Linked DNA regions of Mus musculus: all the other regions are linked to region 2. A link is a contact called in public HiChIP or PLAC-seq data. All regions are on one chromosome and are shown on one strand. The core of a region is the stretch at or near the end of the contact, and the rest is flanking DNA. Distances in the headings are between cores, read along the strand shown.

What was found. HiChIP or PLAC-seq counts read pairs in DNA pulled down with a chosen protein or histone mark.
Region 1: a contact with region 2 is called in an H3K27ac HiChIP or PLAC-seq map of bone marrow-derived dendritic cells, with 2.4 times the contacts expected there. The contact joins the enhancer-like site here to the promoter of Gtf2a1 in region 2. A contact is called at or near these places in 2 of 39 promoter capture datasets (embryonic stem cells and liver), 1 of 15 datasets of contacts at CTCF or cohesin (the NIH/3T3 cell line), 6 of 484 Hi-C or Micro-C datasets (LSK cells, forebrain, granulocyte-monocyte progenitors and 3 more), 12 of 115 datasets of contacts at active chromatin or transcription factors (the SCID.adh cell line, bone marrow-derived dendritic cells, bone marrow-derived macrophages and 8 more) and 3 of 9 other capture datasets (adipose tissue, liver and pancreatic islet).
Region 3: a contact with region 2 is called in an H3K27ac HiChIP or PLAC-seq map of extraembryonic endoderm stem cells. The contact joins the enhancer-like site here to the promoter of Gtf2a1 in region 2. A contact is called at or near these places in 1 of 15 datasets of contacts at CTCF or cohesin (the NIH/3T3 cell line), 1 of 484 Hi-C or Micro-C datasets (muscle stem cells), 4 of 115 datasets of contacts at active chromatin or transcription factors (embryonic fibroblasts, embryonic stem cells and extraembryonic endoderm stem cells) and 2 of 9 other capture datasets (adipose tissue and pancreatic islet).

Annotation. Positions count from the first base shown.
Region 1 is chr12:91,660,315-91,664,607 of GRCm38.p6, forward strand. The region is part of intron 4 of Ston2 (stonin 2); the gene reads right to left. It also overlaps the pseudogene Gm51993. Among named protein-coding and RNA genes, the nearest start is that of Gm16876, 19 kb to the right of the region's middle. Within about 2 kb of position 1,262, at least 22 of the 459 cell types and tissues checked have an H3K27ac peak or open chromatin away from gene starts, as enhancers often do. A contact at or near this core is called in bone marrow-derived dendritic cells, group 2 innate lymphoid cells and liver, where this site is marked.
Region 2 is chr12:91,587,297-91,591,189 of GRCm38.p6, forward strand. Gtf2a1 (general transcription factor II A, 1) reads right to left here and starts at 2,353. Exons shown (of 9, transcript NM_031391.2): 1 at 2,239-2,353. The coding sequence starts at 2,268.
Region 3 is chr12:91,494,228-91,497,956 of GRCm38.p6, forward strand. Tshr (thyroid stimulating hormone receptor) reads left to right here. Exons shown (of 10, transcript NM_011648.5): 3 at 3,497-3,571. Among named protein-coding and RNA genes, the nearest start is that of Gm40541, 41 kb to the right of the region's middle. Within about 2 kb of position 1,939, at least 14 of the 459 cell types and tissues checked have an H3K27ac peak or open chromatin away from gene starts, as enhancers often do. A contact at or near this core is called in extraembryonic endoderm stem cells, where this site is marked.

The sequences.
Region 1 (4,293 bases), core at 12-2,511, 72 kb after region 2:
TGTGTAGCCCTGGCTGTCCTGGAACTCACTCTGTAGACCAGGCTGGCCTCAAACTCAGAAATCCTCCTGCCTCTGCCTCCCAAGTGCTGGGATTAAAGGCGTGCACCAGCACTTCCCAGCTCACAATTCTTAAAGAAGGAAGAAGAAATGGAGGAAATAGGAAAAAAAGCTCCTTTTAAATTATATTATTATTAATCAAACAGAAGAAAAGGAGAGGAGAATGGAAGGAAGAGAAAGATCCCACGGGTCCAAATCGTGCTATAATTATTAAAAATAAAAATCTCAAAAATGGCGCGCATTCTGGAGAGCACAAGAGTCTGTCCTTCAGATGAGCAGACACTGACACCCACGAAGCCACTGTTAACAAAAAAGGACAAGAACTTATGGCATCGTGAAGCCTTAAAGTCACAAACATACTTTGGACAAGACAGCGCACTTAGCTGTCCATTATCCTCGAGGTACCAGAAGACTGCAACGTGTAAGGGTAAATGGTCCAGATGGGAAGTCTCTAAGCCAGTGAAGTACGAGCGGGGAAGGGCACTGCACCATTCACTGTCCTGCGGTGGGAAAGCTTTTAAAACTTTCACTTTTGTTTCCCGTAAAAAAAAAAAAAAAAAAAAAAAAAAAGCTCTTTCTTAATGTTATAAAGCACTAACTAAATCATCTACTAAGTTTGCCATTTATAGACAAACTATAGTCTGTTTGTCGATAAGTATATAGGTACCTTAGAGGCTCATAGTTAAACTTTTGTTGTGTGTTTTATTTTAGTGGGGAGGCTGCAAGAGGGAAGGGAGGATATGAGGATATGAGAGCACAGGGAGATGAGCGGGATGGGGGTGCATAATGTGAATTCACAAAGAATCAATAAAAAGTTAAAACAAACAAACCACCACCAACAACAGAACTAAGACGTTTCTCAACCATACCTGGTACACTGAAGCTGGACTTTGGCTACTTGTGGGTTTTTTTCTTCCATCCTCCTCCCCTTTTTCCCACCCCTTCAACCCCACAACACTAGATAGCAGAGGGAAAGGAGAGGGGGCAAAATTATTGGTATACTACTTCTTGCTAATCAGGGGCATTGATTGCTAATCCTTGGGGCCAGTTTGATCTTCGCTGTAAAGATATCTAATTTCTGCTTTTTCTTGTTTCTTTTTCACATGTGACTACTTAACAAACCTCGACCAAAAGCAGCCAACCAACAACCCACCACATCTTTCGGTGCCCTAGCGTTAATATACCCCCTGAAAAGTCCCCAGAGTTCCAAATGGTACACAGTCACATAAACTATATGCCACTGGCAAAAATCACCCTCCTGCATGAGGTGACTCATAGACAGCTGCTGTGGACAATCTGAAGCAGCCCCACATCCCACACCTGGGATTAAAATGAAAGCGCATTTCTATTTCTGTGTTTTTATTTTTTTAAGAAACCAAAGTTGTCACTACAGACACCAAAAAGGGACAGGGATTCTTTCTATCTCTATCCGTGCTATGGGGTCCATCTGACTATGAGTACGGTCCTGTGACTTGCTCTCATTAAGAATTGAAACTATGGCCGGGCAGTGGTGGCGCATGCCTTTAATCCCAGCACTTGGGAGGCAGAGGCAGGTGGATTTCTGAGTTCGAGGCCAGCCTGGTCTACAAACTGAGTTCCAGGACAGCCAGGGCTACACAGAGAAACCCTGTCTCGAAAAACCAAAAACAAACAAAAAAAGAATTGAAACTATGCAGTGCAAACAGAAATTTGATAAATGTTTGTACATTTTGGGGGGGGGGTTGCCTCTCAAGTGCTGGGATTAAAGGCATGCATTTTGGGGTACATTTAATGCGTTTTGGGCTCCATGAGCAAGTCCCCAAGGGGACCAGCCGAACCTCTCCCACAATGGGATGCTCAAGCCCCGTCTAGAATGCTGATTCACAGCAGTGTGAGGTAAACAAATGATAGCCTTGGGGTCACTAGATTTCGAGGTATTCCGTGACAAAGCGTAAATTGACATTCCCGAAAGCCTGAGTGTCCAGCTTTTCTGCCTATTCTCCACATTACTATGTCCTTAGAACAAATTACTTTGTGCTTAGTTGAGTTGGCTTCTGCTCCTTGTCATGCAAGCTCCTCAGCAGCAGAGTCACACAGATAGCTGAGAAGACGCTTACGGGGCCTATGGGTAGATAGGCATTCTCGTTAGAAGCCTCCAGACTTGTCTGGCTACCGGGCAAAACCACTTCAAGCTTCACTACTCTTCTTCACTGATGCTCACACTTTCCACAAGGCAATAGAACGGCTCTATTATTATTTGAGCAATACAAAAGACACATCTGAAACCCTTAGTTTGAAAGTAATGAGTTTTGTTATTGTACCAGAGATTCTTTCTGGGAAAAGAAGTCAATACCTTTGGCCTGGGTGAACCTAAGCTGAAATGTGTGTGTGTGTGTGTGTGTGTGTGTGTGTGTGTGTGTGTGTGTGATATGAAAATACCATATATATGGTAAACATTATGCAAGTATTTGGTATTATCCTCTTTTTTTCTTTAACTCTGTGAACTTTTGGGGAAAGATCTTGGTGAGAGATCTTTTAGATTAGCGATTTAGCCTTGTAGGGCCTTAAGTAAAGCCATAGAGCAGAAGGGTTTGTGCTCAGTCTCAGCTCTGCTAAGAGCTTCCAGTATGCTCACCATAGCACGGAACAGTTACTGTCTCTGGTCCAGTCCATGCGGTTATTTGGAAGTAAATATGAAAGAACGTGCACAGACTTGCTTTCCTTCATTCACAGGGATCAAGCACTGTAGTTTCAGGTTACAAACAAGTTTCCCCTCTTTATTTTGTTCAAATGAGTCAGACCCAGATGGGCAATTATAGTGTCTTAACAGAAAAGCAGAAAATTTAGAAAGCAGACTTATCTGTGGAAAAAAAAAAGAGAGAGAGATAAGATAGTTATTTGAAAGTATTCTTGAATTAAACTTGTCTACAGCTATGGATCTGTGATAATAGGCTGTGTTATGTAACAAATCAAAGGCATTATGGCCCTTTGGAGTTTCTTAGAAATGATGAATATTCTGGAAGGAAGTGATGACAGAGGAGAGCAGGAAGTGTAAGGGCACACCCACGGAATTTATGCACCCCGAAACAACAGGTGCCATGTAACTTACCGTGCCGTCCTTAATGGTTTGGATGTACGCACTCCACCCACGTGCAATGTTGGAATCTAAGACCCAGTGTGACAGCTTTATGAGGCCTTATCTTTAAGACCTAAGTCAGTCACAAGAGCTTTGCTCTCAGGTACAACACAGAGCTCTTACAGAAGGGTTTTGGGAAACTACTAGGCCCTTTTGCCCTCTGCTTGTTCTTTCTTGTCAGCCCCCAAAGAGCTCAGGGTGCTACGCTGGAGGTAGAGACTAGCATCCCCACAGATGCAGAACCTGTTGGCACCTTCATTTTGGACTTCGTGGCTCCAGAACTGTCCAACTGTTAATATTTCTTCTTCCTCCTCCGCTCCCTCCCCTCTGGAGTTACTCCCACCTTCCTGTCCCAAGCCCAATAAGGCGTTTCCAGGACCCTGCTCTTCCTGCCCACCGTCCCTTCCTGAATGCAGCTTCTGTCACACTGTTCTGAGATGACTACTAGGGTTAGGGGATCCTCCTGGTACTGCACCAGGCCTTGGCCTGAGCATTCCAAAGCCTACAGTCTCTTTGGCAGAAGGCTGGCCCCGGGGTAACAGGTACATGGCTGTCTATGTAGTTCATGAGGATAAATTTGAGATCATCTTCATTAAATGCTTGGTTCTCATTCAATTGTAAGCAGCTCAGATGTTACAGGCAATGACCTCGGTTACCCAGGCATCTATCTGTGTCCCTATATCCAGTGCTTTGGACTCCTACGGTGTTGGCTTGGTTTAGTACCAGCATCAAAGTGTTGGGACACAGCATGTCCACATCTTTTAGCCCTGACCTGCCAACTGTTAATGTTAAAAGCACCAGTTTAACGTACTCTGGACTAATACTAACTCAACATCTGTCCCTAGGAACACAGGGTGAGAGTGCTTTTGCTTCAGTTAAGAGATTTGGTTCAGTTCAGGATTCCAGGGCATTGAAAGTAGCGGTGTATTCACATTCGAACTCAGTTTAAAGCACAGTGGTTGTATACATGTTCCAAGTCACCGTGTTCTAAAATCAGTAACATTTTCTTCCTATAAGTATGTAAATATTAAACCCCTTGGCTTTTAAGGAACAAAGTGTAGAATATTTGGAAGGCACACACAGATACAGATATACATACATACAAATGATGAAAAACACTC
Region 2 (3,893 bases), core at 1,103-3,602:
CCCAGCAGTCTTATCAGCGTTTGATTATACAAAAGCTACCTTGGTTTTTTTCCCTGTCCTGGTCTACCTTCAGGCTACACCACTAAACTCTATACTGGCCATGTAATTTTAAATTAGTAGGATCAATTTCCAGCAAACCAGATGTTTTAATGTTTCTGAAATCAGTTACCCTAAAACCCTTTCCTTGGAGAGTCCAACACTTGAAGCAGGCAATGCCCTTCTCTGCTACTATGTAATTAATCATTCAGCAACCAGCCTACAACTTAACCCATTCAGAAGCGCCGTTGTTGAAGGAAAAAGGGAAATGCTAAATTCTAAACTTCACTGCAGCAGGCTTTTGTCTTTATGGCATACAAGGTCATTTAGATCTGTCCTTTTAAAACAGTATTCCAAACTCTGAAACTGGCGAATTAGAGACTGCATGTAGCATTAGCAAGTGATTAATAAAGGTTCCTTTTAGAAGATGCTAATTTTTAGGCACAATATTAGGTCACCTAGGTGGATTTTTATACTAGATACCATGCTAGCCACTGGTAAAATTAAAACCACCACTTAATCTTTAATTCTTAAAGCTCAGTTTAGGCTGTGCCTCTACACACACATCAAGCAATAGATTGTGAGCACAGATCTCACAGGGGAGAGTCAGTCACTATTTCTTTGAAAAGCTTCATGCCTTGGGTATTAAGAACACACCACCAAACTCAAGTCCTCCTCCGGAAACATTTAATGTACAACGCATTTTTTTTTTAAGCCGAGAATGTTGACCGTATCTCCTCCAAGGGGGCGGGTGGGGGGGAGGAAATCATTTTATCTGATCTAAAACGATTTAAAATGAAACTCTTATAAAGGGAAGGGAGAAAGAACAAAACGAGGCTGCAATTCTGGCCTACTTCCCACTACAAACAAAGGCAGTACACTCTAGCGGCCACAGCAAAACACTCGGGTCCGTGACAACAGCCTCCCGGCTCCGGAGCGAAATCTCGGCGTGAAAGGAGCCTAGAAATAAAATGAGCTCCGCACGCCGGCTCCTCTCGCCTCGGGAGCACGCACCTCCCAGCCCCGCGCTCAGCAGCTCTCACTATTTAAAGCCGGATCTGGTGTTTAAATGGAGAGGCGGTGACGTAGGCCTGAAAAGCACCTTCCCATCCTGGCAGAGTCTATATTAGAGAGCGGCAATGGCTCTATATAAACAGGGCAGCCAAAGGGAGGAGGACCACAAGGCGCAGGCACTGAAAAGCAGGGTAAGCGGCCGCAGCCATGATGGATCGACCCGAGTCGCCAACGGTATAGTGTCGGGCAGCCGCAGGCTGCTCTGCGGCGTTTGGGACCGGGCAAAATGAAAAAAAAAAATTTTTTTTAAAAATAAACAAACAAAAAAACAAATATTGTGCTTTATTGTCATAAAAAGAAATCAAGAGATGGGGTGGCCTAGTGATCACATTGCGTTGGTGACTCTTTTAAAAGGTTATTTTTATGTGACTGCTTTTTGCAAACCTACGTGATCGCAAGTAACCAAAAAAAAATTTTTTTTTGCTCCTTTTTAAAAAAGGGAGCAACGGGAAGAAGTAGGCAAATCTCGAGGCGAAAGCGGGGACTCTTGGGCCATTCATGTAGGCTTTGTTTGTTCTGGTGCTTAGGCTAGTCGAAGATACCGCGGGGGTTTTGCTTCCCCTTCGCCATTTTACCCACTGGGGAGGAACCGAGATAAGTGCTTTCCAACCTTCATAATTTTTTTGTCTTTTTTTTTTTCTTTCTTTCTTTCCTTTCGGAGGATTAGTAAAATCGGCCCCAAAGGAGGCTCTCCCAAAGCACCACCTCCGGAGAGCCCCCGAAGGCACGCCCGGCCTCGGCGGTATCCGAGAGGCTTCCCCAGACGCGGGGCTCGACCCGCAGCCGCTCGCTCGGGGACTGGCCGGGTCCGGGTCCCCGCGTGGGGCCATCGCCCGCCCGTCCGCGCCCCGGGGTCGGCAAGCCAGGGCCCCAACGGCCTGCGTGGCCCGCCCCGCGGCGCTCCCGGCCCCCGCCGCCCTCCTCCCGCCAGTCCTCGGCGTCCCCCCCGCCCGGCCAGGCCCGCGGCGGGCAGCGGCGGCGGTGGAGGGCGGAGGGGACCCGGTCGGGAGCGCCGCCTCGCCCGGGCCCGCCCCCGCCCGCCCGCCCGTCCGTCCGTCCGTCCCAGCCAGCCGTTGCCTGCCGCCGGAACCTTCGCAGCCCCCGCCGGCCACCGCACCACGTCCTTACCACGGTGTTTGTGTTTGCCGAGTTCGCCATTTCCACACACAACACAAACAAGAGGGAACGAGATAGAAAGAAAGGAAAAAAAAATTTAAAAAAAAAAAAAAAAAGAAAAAAAAAAAAAAACAACTGAGACCCGGAGGGTGACCCAAGTCACCCGCCAAGAGTGGGGCAAAAAAAAAAAAATCTCTCAACAAAACCGATCCAGAAGGAGTAAGAGGCGGGAGAGCAGGAGGAGGGGGGCACTCCTCCCGCAGCTAAAAACCTCGAGAATCGCCTAAAGAAAAAAGAAAAAATGGGGGAAAAAATTAGCCACGACCCCTTAGGGGGTTAGGGGGCGTCACCCGCTCCCCACTCGGCGCCGAGGAGGGAAACCAACACCGGTCACCGCTCCCCGCGCCACCGCTGCCGCCACCGGCTGCAGCTCCAGCCGTCCGGTCCGCCTGCTTCTCCCCTTTATATAGCGAGCCAACGAGCTGCGCGAGCCGCCGCCGCCGCCGCCGCCGAGAGACAGGGCGGAGGGAGGGAGGGGCGGAAAGGGCGGGGGCAGCGGGGGGCGGGGCCGAGCGCGAGACACCGCGAGAACCGCGTGCGCACGCGCGCCCGGGGCGTCGCCAGGTTTCTTTTCCCCCCCCTCCCCCCCGCCCCGGCTGGGTGGCCGGGTGGGCGGGGCCGCGGGCCTGGAGTAAAGAAGGCGCGCGCCGCGGCCTTTTCCCCACCCCCCTATGGCTCGCGCGATCACGTGGTCCGCACCCTGGCGGAAGCGGTCCGTGGCGGTGGTGGTGGCGACCGGTTGGACCGGGAGGCGTCCTCCGGAGGAGGCTGGGGTATTGAGGGAAGCCAGCGATCAAGGGTACCTAGCGCTGCGTCGGGTGGACGCGCAGCCGCTCCGGTGGAGCGGAGGAGTGGGAGTAGCCGCCGAAGCGATAGGCTTCCCCGGAGGATGGCTGCGGAGGGACGGCGGGTCACGTGGCGCGGCTTCCGGCTCCCGCGCGCTGGGGCTTGGGACAGTTTTTAAATGCGGAGTCATCTTTTGATTCGTGAGCTTAGGTCGGATGAGGAGGAAGTTCGCGCCTCTTGCAAAGGACAGACCTCGTGAAGTTGTGTATAAGTCCAAAGGCTAGGAAAGCTTTGTTCTCCCTCTGTCTACTTTACAGAATTAGGGACGCCTGTAGGTGTTTCCAGCCGTTTGTCTGTACAAAATTAAACTATTAGGTGGTTTGGCTAAAATGCCCCAAAGAGTCAGCCTCTACCAACTCAAAAGTACTTTAGATGACTTCTTAGGGTGGTAGAAATGACGAAAAAAGAAAAGGAACTCGGATACAACTACTACATATTTGACTCCCTGACATACATTACTGCTCTGTTTTTAATGTTACCAGAGTGCTGTGATTTGCACACTGGCCAGCACACAGTGACTAACCACATCTGAAACCCATGCCGTTGACTCATCAACTTGCCTGGCCTGTCCCAAGAGATCAGGCAGAGTCTGTTGGTATCTTGGAGTGCAATTCATCGGGAGTTTGACCTGGGACGTGCAAGCAAATTCTGCCTTTGTATCAATATTTTACGGAACAGATTCCTGTTTGGTAGGCAGAATTTAACAACTGCCACTTTCCCTGGTCCTAGGAATATGGGGACAAAATGTAATGTGGACGTGG
Region 3 (3,729 bases), core at 689-3,188, 93 kb before region 2:
AGAGCTTTGCTTTGCTCTGCATTTATTAGAGAGCTTAGAAGTCATCACACAAGGAAGACATGGGACACTTTACAAAAATCTTTACCAGAGTTTGGCAAGGATCGAATCACCAACCAACGCTAGCTAATCCCAGCAGACCCAGACAACAAACAGTTCTACAAAAATAATTGTTTATCAACCAATATGCATAAATGGATGCTTTTAACTTTCATAGTAGGTTTTAGGAAGTTGCTTTCTACTTCTGTGCTTGATACTTTCAGCAAATGATGCACATGTGTTATCCTGGGTGGAGGCATAATTTAAGTTATAACAAGCCTGGAGGCTAGTGAAACCAGAACTTTGGTTCAGTGAGGTGGGCAGAATGAATGAACGTCATCTCTGAGATTCAGTAGGGAGCGTGGGACAAAGGCTGTGAGAGGAACATAGGGAAGTAAGTTGTCAGCCTTTGGCATGACTCTTGCTCCACTTTCATCCATGACAAATTCTGTAAGGTCCTCAAACAATAAGCCGATCCTATAAAATGTGTTCTGAGATTGTGTTTGGATCAAGACAATTTACATATTGTTGCTTAGTCACAAAGGACAAATGGCTGGGAAACCTGAGAAACCAAAGGCTGTTTGTTTATAGAATAAATACTTCCAAACAGACAGCACAGGGGCACGAGAATAGTCACACACAACCGTGCCAAAAAGGATACCCAGAATCTAACAATTATGGCTCCTCTTATGAAGAATATCATTCAGATATAATCGCCAGGGAAGCTTTTGAAAAATATAAGTACTTGGCCCTCATAACCGTGAATCAGTGATCCTAGGATGGGTCTTGAACATGTATGTGTCCAGGTTGTTCAATTCTATGTTCAGGGCTCATTTATTTTCCCAGATAGCATAGTCGTGCCTCGCAGGAGGCGGGTCATTGAATCTGTGTGTATTGTTCTCATTATAAGAAAGACTCTGATAAAACCATCTGAAAGAAGATCAGTTACATACAGATTCACAACTGCTCCTGTAAAGAGGCGTCTCTGTTCTTCCCTCTTTCAGTACCTAAAACTTTTATTTGCATGATATTTTGCTTAATGATTTCAAGACAAATCCTGACTTTTCTGTTTCATTCAAAATCAAGAAGGCGGGTCTTAAGAGAGAACTGGGTCTGCATGGTTTAAATGTACTAGTGATTAACTCTGGGTTACCAATAATGCATTGTGTCACATTAAAGAAAGAAACAAAAGCATGCCCCCTTGAAGCCATGTAACTAAGACTCTAAATTTGAAGTGTCTACTTTGTTCTCCTGTGGTTTCTGTCCTCTGTCTGTTGTATGAGTCTTAATCTGTGATCTGTGTCTCCCTGAGGACTGTCTGCATTATCTGGTGAATCTGTCTCTGTCCCTGTTCCTGCCCCTGTCCCTCCTGTCCCTCCTGTTCCCTGTTCCTGGCCCCCACCGCCCCACCCCTGTCTACCCTGCCCTCTGTCCCCTGTCTTGTCCCTGTGCCAGTCCTCATGTCCCCTTCCCCCGATCCCACCTGCCCCTTTCCCTATTCCTGCTCCCCTGTCCCTGTGCACCCCCCCCCCGCTTTCTCTCCTCTGTGTGTGTGTGTGTGTGTGTGTGTGTGTGTGTGTGTATCTCAATTGTGTGTCTGTTCCTCACAAAAGGCTTCACCCTGTCTTTATTAAAAGCACAGAAAGCATCACATGAGAAGGAAAGGGAGACTTTACAAAAATCTCTAACAGAGTTTTACAGGAATTATGTCCGTGGCTGCAACAGATCCCAACAGACCCAGATAACAAGCGTTGCTTATCAAACAATACTTATAAACAGACGCTTTCAACCTTTATGGTAGATTTTAGAAAACGGCCTTTAACTTCTGTATTTGCTGCTCTCCACAAATGATACGCATGCGTTGTTAAGGGACGGGGGCAGGGAAGACTACATAATTGAAGGTTGCAGCTAAGCATTAGCGTAGGTTGTGAAAGCTGATTACATGGGAATTCCAAGGCAAGTGAGGTTGGCTGTTACATTGTCCTCTTAAAAGCAGGTAAAACAAACAGGCTGAGTGCACAGAAGGCTAGCAGTCTTAAGTGACTTTGTGAAGTCCTGCAAAAGGCCCAGTGTCTCAGAATGTAACAGATAGTTTCAGAATATTTCATCATCACGACAGCCAACACCCTCTGGAATGCCCTGCTACAGAAACGTGATTTTTCTCTTCAACACTTTGGAAATTACATCTTATTCCCATGCTTCCTGCCCTCCTTTAAAAATGCTTCTTATTCACGCTAATGTTCTTTTCTGATGCATTCTGGCTTTGCTATTTTGAGTAATACATCTATTCATCTATTCATTTGTATATTCGCTGAGCATGGATTTCCTGAGTCGGCTTAATGCAAAAAACTGTACAAGCCATGCATAATTCAATGGTCCAAAGCAGAAACAACACTCCACAACAGACGACTTATGGTCTAATGACATGGTGTAAATCAAATGCAAACCAATTAGTTAGAAAGGTGCACCATGATTATCCATAAAAGGAACACTCGTGGTGCTTTGAAGTTGTACTGTGGGAATTTTAACCTTTTCAGGAAGCTGTAGAGGAATAAAACAAAGTATTGGGGAATTTTAGGCATACTGGGATCCTAAAAAAATTATATAGTTAGGTGGTTTGTGTATGGCCTATTATTTGAAAAGGCCCCAATAAAGAAGCTATACAAAAAGCAGTCTGTTTTAAAGCCATGAGTGGTGGCACACATATAAATCCCAGAACTCTGGAAATGGAAATAGATGGATATTTGGAGATAGCTGGCCAGGCAGCCTAGTCTACTTAGTTATCCCAGGCTAATGATAGACTTTTTCTGTAAAATCAATGTGAATGGCATCTGAGTTATGACAGTCAAGGTTTCTTCTAACCTACACACACTACACACACATACACCACACACTCACCTGCATACACATGAGCATAGACATGCATGTACATAAGAAGTAGTATGCTTTTATCCCAGATACTTACACACCAATGCTAACTGTAGCACTTTGCACACCACTGAAATTATGAAGCCAATCTAGGTGTCCATCAACAGGAATGGATAAGAAAATATGGTTTATAGACACAGTGGAATTTTATTTTAGCCATAAAAAAAATGTAATGTTAACGCAACTGCAGATCATTGTACTAACTGACTTAAGGCAACCTCAGAGAGACATATACTGTAAGTATTCTCTCACATGTGAGTTCTAGCCTTTATGGATCTATAAAGTCAAGTCATATGAACACAGATTGCCTGAGAATAGAAGCAATGCTGTTGAGGTGAACAGAGAGGAATGATGGGAAATGGGTGGACCAGGAGAAGAGGGAACAAGGGAATGTGGGTGGGGGGCTGGGAGGGGGAGATGCTTAAAGCACATTACATCATGGCATTATCATAAACCAATATGGTGAAATAAAAGGGAGCTTTGGGAGTTCATTGCTAACTTTCTACTTTGTCTTATCTTTTATAATGTTCAGCTATTTATCTATAGATGCAACTCTGCAGCGGCTGGAACCACATTCTTTCTACAATTTGAGTAAAATGACTCACATGTAAGTATAAGAAAAAGTACAAAATAGACCCAAATGACAGCCTCCATTTAAAATATTTTTTACATTACTTTTCTGTGGTGTGGGATGTGCCACAATATGTATGTGTAGGTCAGAAGACAACGTGTGGAAGTCTATTCTTTCTTTTCACCCCGTGGGCT